Linked DNA regions of Hordeum vulgare: region 1 is linked to region 2. Evidence: chromatin contacts called from public Hi-C data. All regions are on one chromosome and are shown on one strand. The core of a region is the stretch at or near the end of the contact, and the rest is flanking DNA. Distances in the headings are between cores, read along the strand shown.

What was found. Hi-C and Micro-C count contacts between places; a contact is called where the count stands out from the background.
Region 1: a contact with region 2 is called in a Hi-C map of leaf, with 5 times the contacts expected there. The contact joins the promoter of LOC123407799 here to the promoter of LOC123410774 in region 2. A contact is called at or near these places in 2 of 6 Hi-C or Micro-C datasets (leaf and seedling).

The regions. Positions count from the first base shown.
Region 1 is chr7H:540,202,560-540,207,154 of MorexV3_pseudomolecules_assembly, reverse strand. It overlaps LOC123407799 (centromere/kinetochore protein zw10 homolog), which reads right to left and starts at 1,454. Exons shown (of 14, transcript XM_045101023.1): 1 at 789-1,454; 2 at 554-697. The coding sequence starts at 1,325.
Region 2 is chr7H:539,751,588-539,756,487 of MorexV3_pseudomolecules_assembly, reverse strand. LOC123410774 (tryptophan decarboxylase 1-like) reads left to right here and starts at 3,577. Exons shown (of 1, transcript XM_045103714.1): 1 at 3,577-4,900. The coding sequence starts at 3,703.

The DNA.
Region 1 (4,595 bases), core at 205-2,704, 450 kb before region 2:
GTTATTAAGAAGACAGCATCAGAAATAAAAAAAAATACTTCCTCCATCCAGAATTATTTGTCACTCAAACGGATGTATCTAAACGTATGTTAGTGCTAGATCATCCGCTTGAGCGACAAGTAATTCAGGACGGAGGGAGTAGTTCAGTGCAGCGAAGAATTAGCAGCTGATCTTTGGTGGGGTATGAGAAGGCCAAATGATAAACTTGTGATGGCCCATAGGAAGAACGTAACTGATGTGGTAAGCATATTTTAAAAGCTGCAAGGGCCCATAGGAAGAACGAGCTGCTGAATGTGTTATATCAGGATTCCAAAAGTGTCCACCATATCCTTTAGTCCATAAATTCTTGGCCGATGATTATCCTTAGCGATAGTTTTGTACACTATTTAACGATCATAACAAATGTCCATACAAACCAACTGAAAAGTTCAAGGCATAGAATATGTAAGACGATAAATTTCTGTTGATCACAAAATTTTGCCTAATCAATCTCTTGTGTCTTCCAAAATACTTTAGGATCAAAATTGTTGATCTGAAGACAAGTAAACCTTACTTCCAATGCCTGCAGCGCCACACGAAGCTCGACACCGGGCGTTCCACTTGAACTGCCGCTCGGTCCAGCCCTCACCACTACCTTCCCTCCCTCGGGTGCAAACTCCACGCACTCCTCCACATTCTTCGAAAGTCCTACTTGCAGCTGCATCACCATCGGAAACAACCAGCACAGCAGTTAGCACAAACACAAATCCTAGCATGCAAAAGGCACCTCGAACCAGCACACCCCTCACCTCGTCGACGAGCTGCTCCCATTCGCCTCGAAGAAGCCCAAACACGACTGGCTCGTCCCCACCGGATCCAGATCCCTCAGGGTTCACCAGGAGGGGCTTGAGCTCGGCGGCGGCAGCGGCAGCATCAAGGGGGTTGGCTGAGGCGCGAGCGGCGCGAAGCCGCGCAGAGAGGGAAGCCACGGAGGATGCGGCAGCGAGGTGCTCCTGGCGCTCGCGGAGCTCGCGGCGGGCCGCTACAAGGCGATCAGAGAGGGACCTGAGGTCGGACAGGTCCGGGGAGGAGGAGAGCGGGGAGAGCGCCGATTGGAGCGAGGACTGGAGGGACGCTGACGAGGCCGCGGAGCTGGCGGCTCGGAGGAGCGCGGAGGCGAGCGGCTCGCGGTTGGAGGAGGCGAAGGAGAGGGCGGAGGCGTGCAGGCGGTCGGAGCGGTGGCGTAGGTGGTCGATGAGGAGGCGGAGGTCGGGCGCGGAGAGTGGGGTGGAGGGATCGGCGTCGGCGGTGGTCGAGAGGAGGAGCTCGCGCACGTCATCGGCCATCGCCGGCTCGCCGCCGGCAGGGATCCCGGAACTCGTGGGAGGAGTTGAACTGTTGATGACTTTTGGGCCCGTTCGGATCTGCTGCGGCTTCAGCGCTTGGTGCCGCGCGCTAGCTTCTGTCGAAAGGCCCACACGCCAGGCCCACAGCTCCTCCTTCGCTAAATGGGCCGGTAGCCCATCGGTGAGGAGGGACTTTTTCAGTGTTTTAACCTTTTTTCTAAACATGAGCACAAAATGAACCGATTTGAAATCATTTTACGATCTGACCCTTTTAGAAACGTCACAAGCCGTGGCGTTGCTGCCCCACTATGCAACGCCTGTCTACCGTGGCGTTGCTGCCCTACAGTGATACGCCTGTCTACCGTGACGTTTTTTCTTTTTTGCAACGCCAGTCTACAGTGACGTTGCACACACACTGTGAAACGCCAACAGTGCTGGCGTTGCTGCCCTACAGTGACACGTCTGTCTACCGTGGCGTTTTTTCTTTCTTGCAATGCCAGTCTAATGTGGTGTTGCAGGCCGATTGTGAAACGCCAACAGTGCTGGCGTTGCAGACCCACTATGGAACGCAGCGACGACATCCAGCCAGCCCACGGCATGCTGCCAGCAACATGTGTACTGCTGAAACGCCATGGACCATGGCGTTTCACTCGTGGCATGCAACGCCACATTAGACTGGCGTTTGAGTGGGCCTGCAACGCCACTTTAGATTGGCGTTTCTATGTGCGTCTGCAACGCCACATTAGACTGGTGTTTCTATGTGCTTCTGCAACGCCACGGGCTCTGGCGTTTCAAAAAAGGTCAGATCGTGAAATGGTTTCAATCAGAGTTCATTCCGTGAAATACTTTCATCCCATGGGTCAAAATCGTGAAAAAATCCGGTGAGGAGGGCTGGCCTGTATCGAAGGCTGAAACTGGGCTACCTCATTTAGGACAGTAAAACTGAGCCTAAACCGAGCAATCTTACGCCCTCATGATTTCTGACCGTTAGATCTCACATTAGGGTCATTTCTGGCCGTTAGATGCTCTGTCCTAAGGGGCTGCTACTCCCGAAGAAAAATCCATGATTTGTGGTTCATCAGGCCTTTGTCGGCCTATTAACCTCTACCCCAATCGCGGGAGGCGAGAGCCCGTCGTTCGTCTTGATCGACAGAATCAGATCGACTCCTTCTTCCGACCTCTCGTCTCTCTCACGACCAGGCGACGACATACCTATGGTTGGAGCCGGCGTGGAAGATGGCTCGGCTAGGAAGCCGATGCCCACCAACGACTTCCATCGGGCGTTATCCCGGTCCTCCTCCCGTCCTTCCTTCCGTCATATCTCTCTCTCTCCAGAAGGTTCATCTCTTCGCGGTGTTCAGCTGCCATCCGAGATCTGGAGGAGGAGGCCCGGCAAAATCGAGTGTGTATGCAGTGGCTCGAAGGTTGTGGGATGCAGCCGCTTGAACTCGCCACTATCAGCAGGACTGAGGCGCAGGCTCCACCTCGCGTGGTCATGTCCGGCACATCCACTGGAGGTTCGTGTTTCCCCATTTTTTTATCCTACTGCTATTCTAGGATTTTTAAAGTTCATTGTTCATGTGTGTTGTATTATAAAATATCGAGTAAAGAAGACGATTATTTCTATGCCAAAGATCTTTTGTTGGTGAATCTGTAGGGAAGAAAGTAAGAAAAAAAATATGTGAATGCAAAGTTTGGATTTGTAGCGAGCAAATGGGTCATGTCAATGCATTGCTTACTATATATAGCAACGATATACATCAGGTCGCTTTTAGAATTAGATTGAATTACTTCAGAGTTATAGAATAACCAAACATTAATACATGCAAGAAAGTCCTCCGTTTGTTTTGATCCTACAGGAGCCCCTGCGGCCCTACTGTTCTTGATCCCAAATCCCATGACCAAGCCCCCACCTCCTGGTTGTCCAATGAAGGAGTCCACTTCTAAAAAGTGAGTTCTCTTAATCAGTATACATGGCCTCTCCTCACATGTCCTTTCTTCATATTTAAGAGGCTCTCAAGCTTTGTTAGTTTTCTGATAGATATGGAGTTTTAATTTGATAGCCCCAACAATAGTGGGTACCCATGGAGTTATCTATCTGTATTGTCAATCTGACACAGTTTTTTTGCCTTCTATCATGTTAAGCTTTATTAATGGATGATATGTGCCATGTTTTTCTTCTTATTCTGTTTCTTCATTTTCATGTGAAATTATTTGATATATCTTGGGTATGGACGATTTATTTGCAAAATGTCCCAGAATTTGTGAATCCTGGTGTGCAAGAATCAACACAAATGCTCAAACATGATTTTTGCTAAAGGTACTTTTTTTTCCGTTCCCAAGATTGTCCTCATGTTTGCTTCTAAAAATTTACTTAGCAAGGCTTATGTGACTCATGGAATTTACTTAGCAAAGATAATATTACCAGTTTATAACTTTTTTAAAGAAGCATACAAGAAGTGCACTCACTCTACATTAAAATAATGAGACGTGTAATAATTTCGACATTGGTTTAATATAGGAAATATAAGATGCACATAGAGAAAATCCCATACTCGGCATTCTTTTCTTTTACTTATTTTTCAGCGATATAGATTTAATTGTATCAACATGTGTTTATGCATTACAGTCTGACGTCTAACCAGGACTAGCTTTTTTGGTTTTATTTCTTCCTCGTTCATGCATCTCCTCTTCCCCAATTCTTCTTCCATCTATGGAATTTGTTTTGTTCACTGGTGAGGTTCCTTGTGCCAAAATGCAGGACAAATTCGAGCAATAAGTTGCTCTGGGTCAAGCAGCACATCAACTAAGTCATCGTGCACTTTTGCTTTAGCAATATATAAACTTTAAATCTATTTACCTAATGTATAATTGGCTAATTGCACTGTTCATGATTGTGAGGCTATAGCCAACTCAATCTTTGACACTCTTGCGGATGGAAGCAATGTAATCAATCAAAACTATAACTAAATACGTTCACCTGTCCTTGTTCAATTTACACTAATCTATCACTATATTTATTTGATAGGTAAACACAAGCAGTAACAACAACGACTCGGACAACACTGATGAAAATGAATAGTGGAGTGCAGATTTCTCCTATACTTGATGCAACAGTACTACCATTTCTTACTTAGTTATACCCTTGACTAAAATTATTCACTTCATTATCACCGTGATTTTCTTTTAATAATTAAAGGAACACATAGCACCATCTTCTGCCAAGTAACAAGAATCACCATCTTCTGACATTGGAACTCCAAGCAAAAA
Region 2 (4,900 bases), core at 2,328-4,827:
ATTTTCAGGATGTCCCAGTCGGTGAGGGTTAGTCAGGCCTTTTGCCTTATTCGCCCGAGTGAATTCAGTCGGCACCTCATTAACCATGTCGAAGGAAGAGAGGACAAATGTAGATATCCTGGTGATTGCATTGTTGCCTTGTTGCGGAAGAACATCAATGGGTTGGACCTTCTAGAAATATTTTTTCCAGCGAAGGATCCAGCCCCTGCACACCAGGGCTCACCCATGTGGATGTATAGTGGTCCGGATGACCCAACCCATGTTCATCCGGAGGAGATCGGGCAGAGCAGCTGGAGAAAAAGCTCAAGGCCATAACGCCTATGCGAGATAATCCCAGGGGCACCGGTTGGTGCCTCCCTACTCAACAAAGTAGCCGCCGAATGAGGTAAAGCTTCACGTGCTTGAACCGAGTGAACTTATTTGTTGCTTGTTGTTTTTGTTTGTAATTCTCACTCCACCACTCTGCAGGCTTTTACAGGGCTGGTTAGTTCCATCCCAGCGGTTGACCGCGCCACCATCAATGTGGTGAGTGACACCGAGCACCAGGAGGACTCGGCGGGTGAAGAGGATGAAGATGACAACGAGGAGACGGAGGAGAGTGGAGATGAACACGGGGGTGAGGCGGAGTCTTCTCCGTTTGATGAATTCCCACGTGAGACTCTCTTGAAAGCGCGCCAGAACCCTGGGGTCCGTATCGGGGGCGCTAGGACTCTGGAGGTGGCAAAGACGACTATGTCGGCTATGCCGACCAACAGTTCCAAACGAGGCCGGAGCGAGCCGAAGGTATCACCGGAGAAAGCTGCCGAACATCCCAAGACCATGACCTCGAAACCCCGGAAGGTCGTTCTGCCTTGCATCAAAGTCGGCGTGCCGGTGGATTCGGTGGAAGTACTTCTTCCGAATGACTTTTTTTTGTTTGTCACGGTATTCCAAGTGATGGTTAATTTTCTTGTTGTCTTTGTTGCACGCCTGATACGTCGACCACTTCTCTCGAGCCGAACACCTCTGACAAAGGGCAGGTGGATACCAACGTCACCTACGTCTCCTGTAAAAGCAGATTTTTCTCTCTACCTAGATTTTTTTTCTGTTCTCGCCTAAAGTTGAATTTATAGGTAACCAAACTAACAAAAGAACCCGTGCGTTGCAACGGGAGCAAGCCATACAACACGTCTTAACCTAATAATCATGACTTGAGACCTTTATTTAAACTTACTGCATAAATAGAATTTAAAAGTTGTTAAATAAGTAAAATAACATCATATTTAGATTGTACGCATCACTATAGATTCAAATTACATTATAAATAGAAATTTAAAAGATTAAATAGATAAGATACATTATATTTCGATTCAACACATTTTTTGAATGAAAGTTCATATGTAATAATTTAAATTAGAGTTACAGTTTAAAAGATATAATTTTTTAAAGTATTTGTTAATTATAATTGGACCGCGGATTAATTAACAAAATGGATCGGCCTCGTTATGAAAAAATAGATTGTACGCTATTGATTAAAATTATAGCATAAATATAATTTTAAAATTGTTAAATAGATAAAATAACATTATATTTAGATTGTGTGCATCATTATTGATTAAAATTACATTATAAACAGAATTTGAAAAAATTAAACAGATAAACTAACATTATATTCAGATTCTACATATTTTTCTAATAAAATTTCATATATAATAATGTAAAATTCGAGTTACCGTTTAAAAGATATGATTTTTTAAAGTATTTTGCACTTATAATTAAACTACAGATGAATTAATTAAAAACTGTATGGGTGTTTTCGAGAACATACGGGAAACGGTTGTTTTTTTTACTCAAGTATGTACTGCGGGTTTATTTTATGAAAACTGAAGGAGGTTTTTCGAAAAATTCCAAAACACGATTCGTTCTGTAACTTAATTATGTACCGCGGGTTGATTTCGGGAAACCATAGGGGGTTTCCTGTAAAAAAAATGATTCGTTTCTCACTGAAATCCGGACTGCGGGTTGATTTCGGGAAACTCCACGTGGTTTTTTGCAAAACGACCACGACGGACGACAGAAGCTCTCCGTGCTTTATTATTAGGGAGAGATGAGGAGCCACCACGTTCACGCACGCACGCATCCCTCCCTCCCTCCCAACCCTAGCCGCCTCCCCCTCCCTTCCTCGTCGCCGCCTGAGGCAGCCGCCGGGCAAGCCCGGGGCGCCAAGGATGGTGGCGGCGGGGCCTAGGCTGCCCTGCCTTTGCGTGGGGAGCCCCGGATCTGGAGCGGCGGCTCCATTGGCGAGGCACAACAAGCTAGCAGTCGTGCGTGCGGTGGATCTTGCGTCTCGACCGCGCGGGCAGCGGGATCCGGTGGTCGTTGGCGTCCGGCAGCGGCTTTTGCGGTGGCCGGTGCGCGCGATCTGGCGCCTCCCCTCCTCCCCTGTTCGGCATGCGGGCCAGCCTGGTCGGGCCGCGCTTCCTTGGGTCGCCAGTTTTGTACAGGAGGCGCTGCTGGTGACGGGGATCTAGTTGGGGGCGAAATCCTTGGTCGGCCATGGTCGTCCACGTCGATGGCGACGCCTGAGGGCGTCGTTCCCCTCCTTGGAGGCGTCGGTATGGACTTATCCCCTCACTTCCTCTTCCTCTTGGTCTCCCGGACGAAAGCCTTAACTTTGTTGGACGACGGCGGCGCTCACGACGCCGTTCCCTTCTTGAAGGCGCCGCTTTGGGAACCTTGGGGTTGGGTGGCGCTTGTGGGTGGTGGGCGACGGCGGTGGTGCGGCCTTATCCTAGCATGGTTCTCCCTCCGTTGCTTGGAGATGGACTCGCGTAGGTGTAGGTCGTCGTTTGGCGTCATGGTGACGTCGATGGCGGAGGCACCTGCCAAGGTTGGTACCTCAATCTGATGTGAAGATGGACCAGTGAAAGATGACGGCGGCGACACATGTGAGTGCGTCGGACCGGTTTGTGCCCCGAACCCGGTATGTGGCTCGGTCAGGACCTCCGGCTTTAGATGTTAGGCTTAGGTGGGAGATCTGGGTATTTGGTCCACCTTGCACCCCTTCATCATATGGATAGGAGTAGCGGTAAATGTTGTCAAGATGGCGGATTCAGGCATATTGTTGTAGTGTTTTGTAAGGTACTCAAGAATAATCAATAAAATGGTCGCATGCATCTCCCACATGCAGAGGCCGGGGTCATCTTCTTTTTTTTTAAAGTAACTAAATGTTTGTCTGCTGTTGGAGATGCTCGAAGAGTTTAAGCAGCTGCCCCCCGTAAACACACACACACACACGCAGCTTAAGCAGCCGCGTAGTGGCCAATTAACAAACGCAACATAACTGGTCGCCTGCGTGCGAGTGCATCTGTACCGATTGAACAAACGAATTGACCGTGCGACTCGTTTAACGAGCTGCGCGCGCTCGAGATCGCATCTCTACCTACCCATGCACTTTCGTGGCAGCGTACGTACGTAAGCGCGCGCGACCAGGAGACTCACCCAACGCCCACACCGCCACGCCGCTTCCCGTGTCCACCTGATCACCTATATATACCCCTCAGCAAGGACGAACTCCATTCATCACCAAACCAGAGCAGCAAAGCTAGCCAGCTAACTTACCAAGTACTCGCACTAGCTCTTCTCTACTTGTTGCTCTCCGGCAGCAAAGCAAGCTACCTCCACTTCATTAGCCAAGCCTCTACCTCCTTTGCTCCTACAAAGATGGGCAGCTTGGACACCAACCCAATGTCCCTCTCCGCCTTGCCCAACGACAAGGCCGCCTTCGAGCCGCTCAACCCCGAAGATGTCCGCGCATACCTTCACAAGGCCGTCGACTTCATCTCCGACTACTACACCAACATCGAGTCCATGCCCGTTCTCCCTAATGTGAAGCCGGGATACCTGCAAGACGAGCTAAGCGCGTCCCCGCCAACCTACTCCGCGCCATTCGATGTCACCATGAAGGAGCTTAGGACCTCCGTCGTCCCTGGCATGACGCACTGGGCTAGCCCCAACTTCTTTGCCTTCTTCCCCTCCACCAACAGCGCCGCTGCCATCGCCGGCGACCTCATCGCCTCTGCGATGAACACCGTCGGATTCACGTGGCAGGCCTCGCCTGCAGCCACCGAGATGGAGGTTCTCGCTCTCGACTGGCTTGCACAGCTTCTACGTCTACCCACCACCTTCATGAACCGCACCAGCACTGGTCGTGGCACCGGTGGTGGCGTCATCCTCGGCACGACGAGCGAGGCGATGCTCGTCACACTAGTCGCCGCCCGTGACGCAGCGTTGCGTCGGTGCGGCTCCGTCGGTGTGTCCGACATACCACGCTTGGTTGTGTATGCTGCCGACCAGACCCACTCCACGTTCTTCAAGGCATGCCGCCTCGCAGGTTTCGACCCCGCCAACATCCGCTCCATCCCCACAGGCCCAGAAACTAACTACGGGCTCGACCCAACCAAGCTTCTCGAGGTAATGCAAGATGATGCCAACGCCGGTCTCGTGCCTACATATGTTTGTGCCACAGTGGGCACCACGTCTTCCAACGCCGTCGACCCAGTGGGCGCCGTCGCTGATGTTGCTGCAATGTTCAATGCATGGGTCCACGTCGATGCTGCCTATGCTGGCAGTGCGTGTATCTGCCCGGAGTTTCGTCATCATCTCGATGGCGTTGAGCGTGTGGACTCCATTAGCATGAGCCCACACAAATGGCTTCTCACATGCCTCGATTGCACCTGTCTCTATGTCCGTGATGCTCATCGACTAAGCGACTCATTGGAGACCAACCCGGAATACCTCAAGAATGATGCTACCGAGTCCGGTGAGGTCACCGATCTTAAGGACATGCAAGTCGGTGTCGGTCGGCGCTTCCGTGGGCTAAAGCTTTGGATGGTCATGCGCACCTATGGTACCGCAAAGC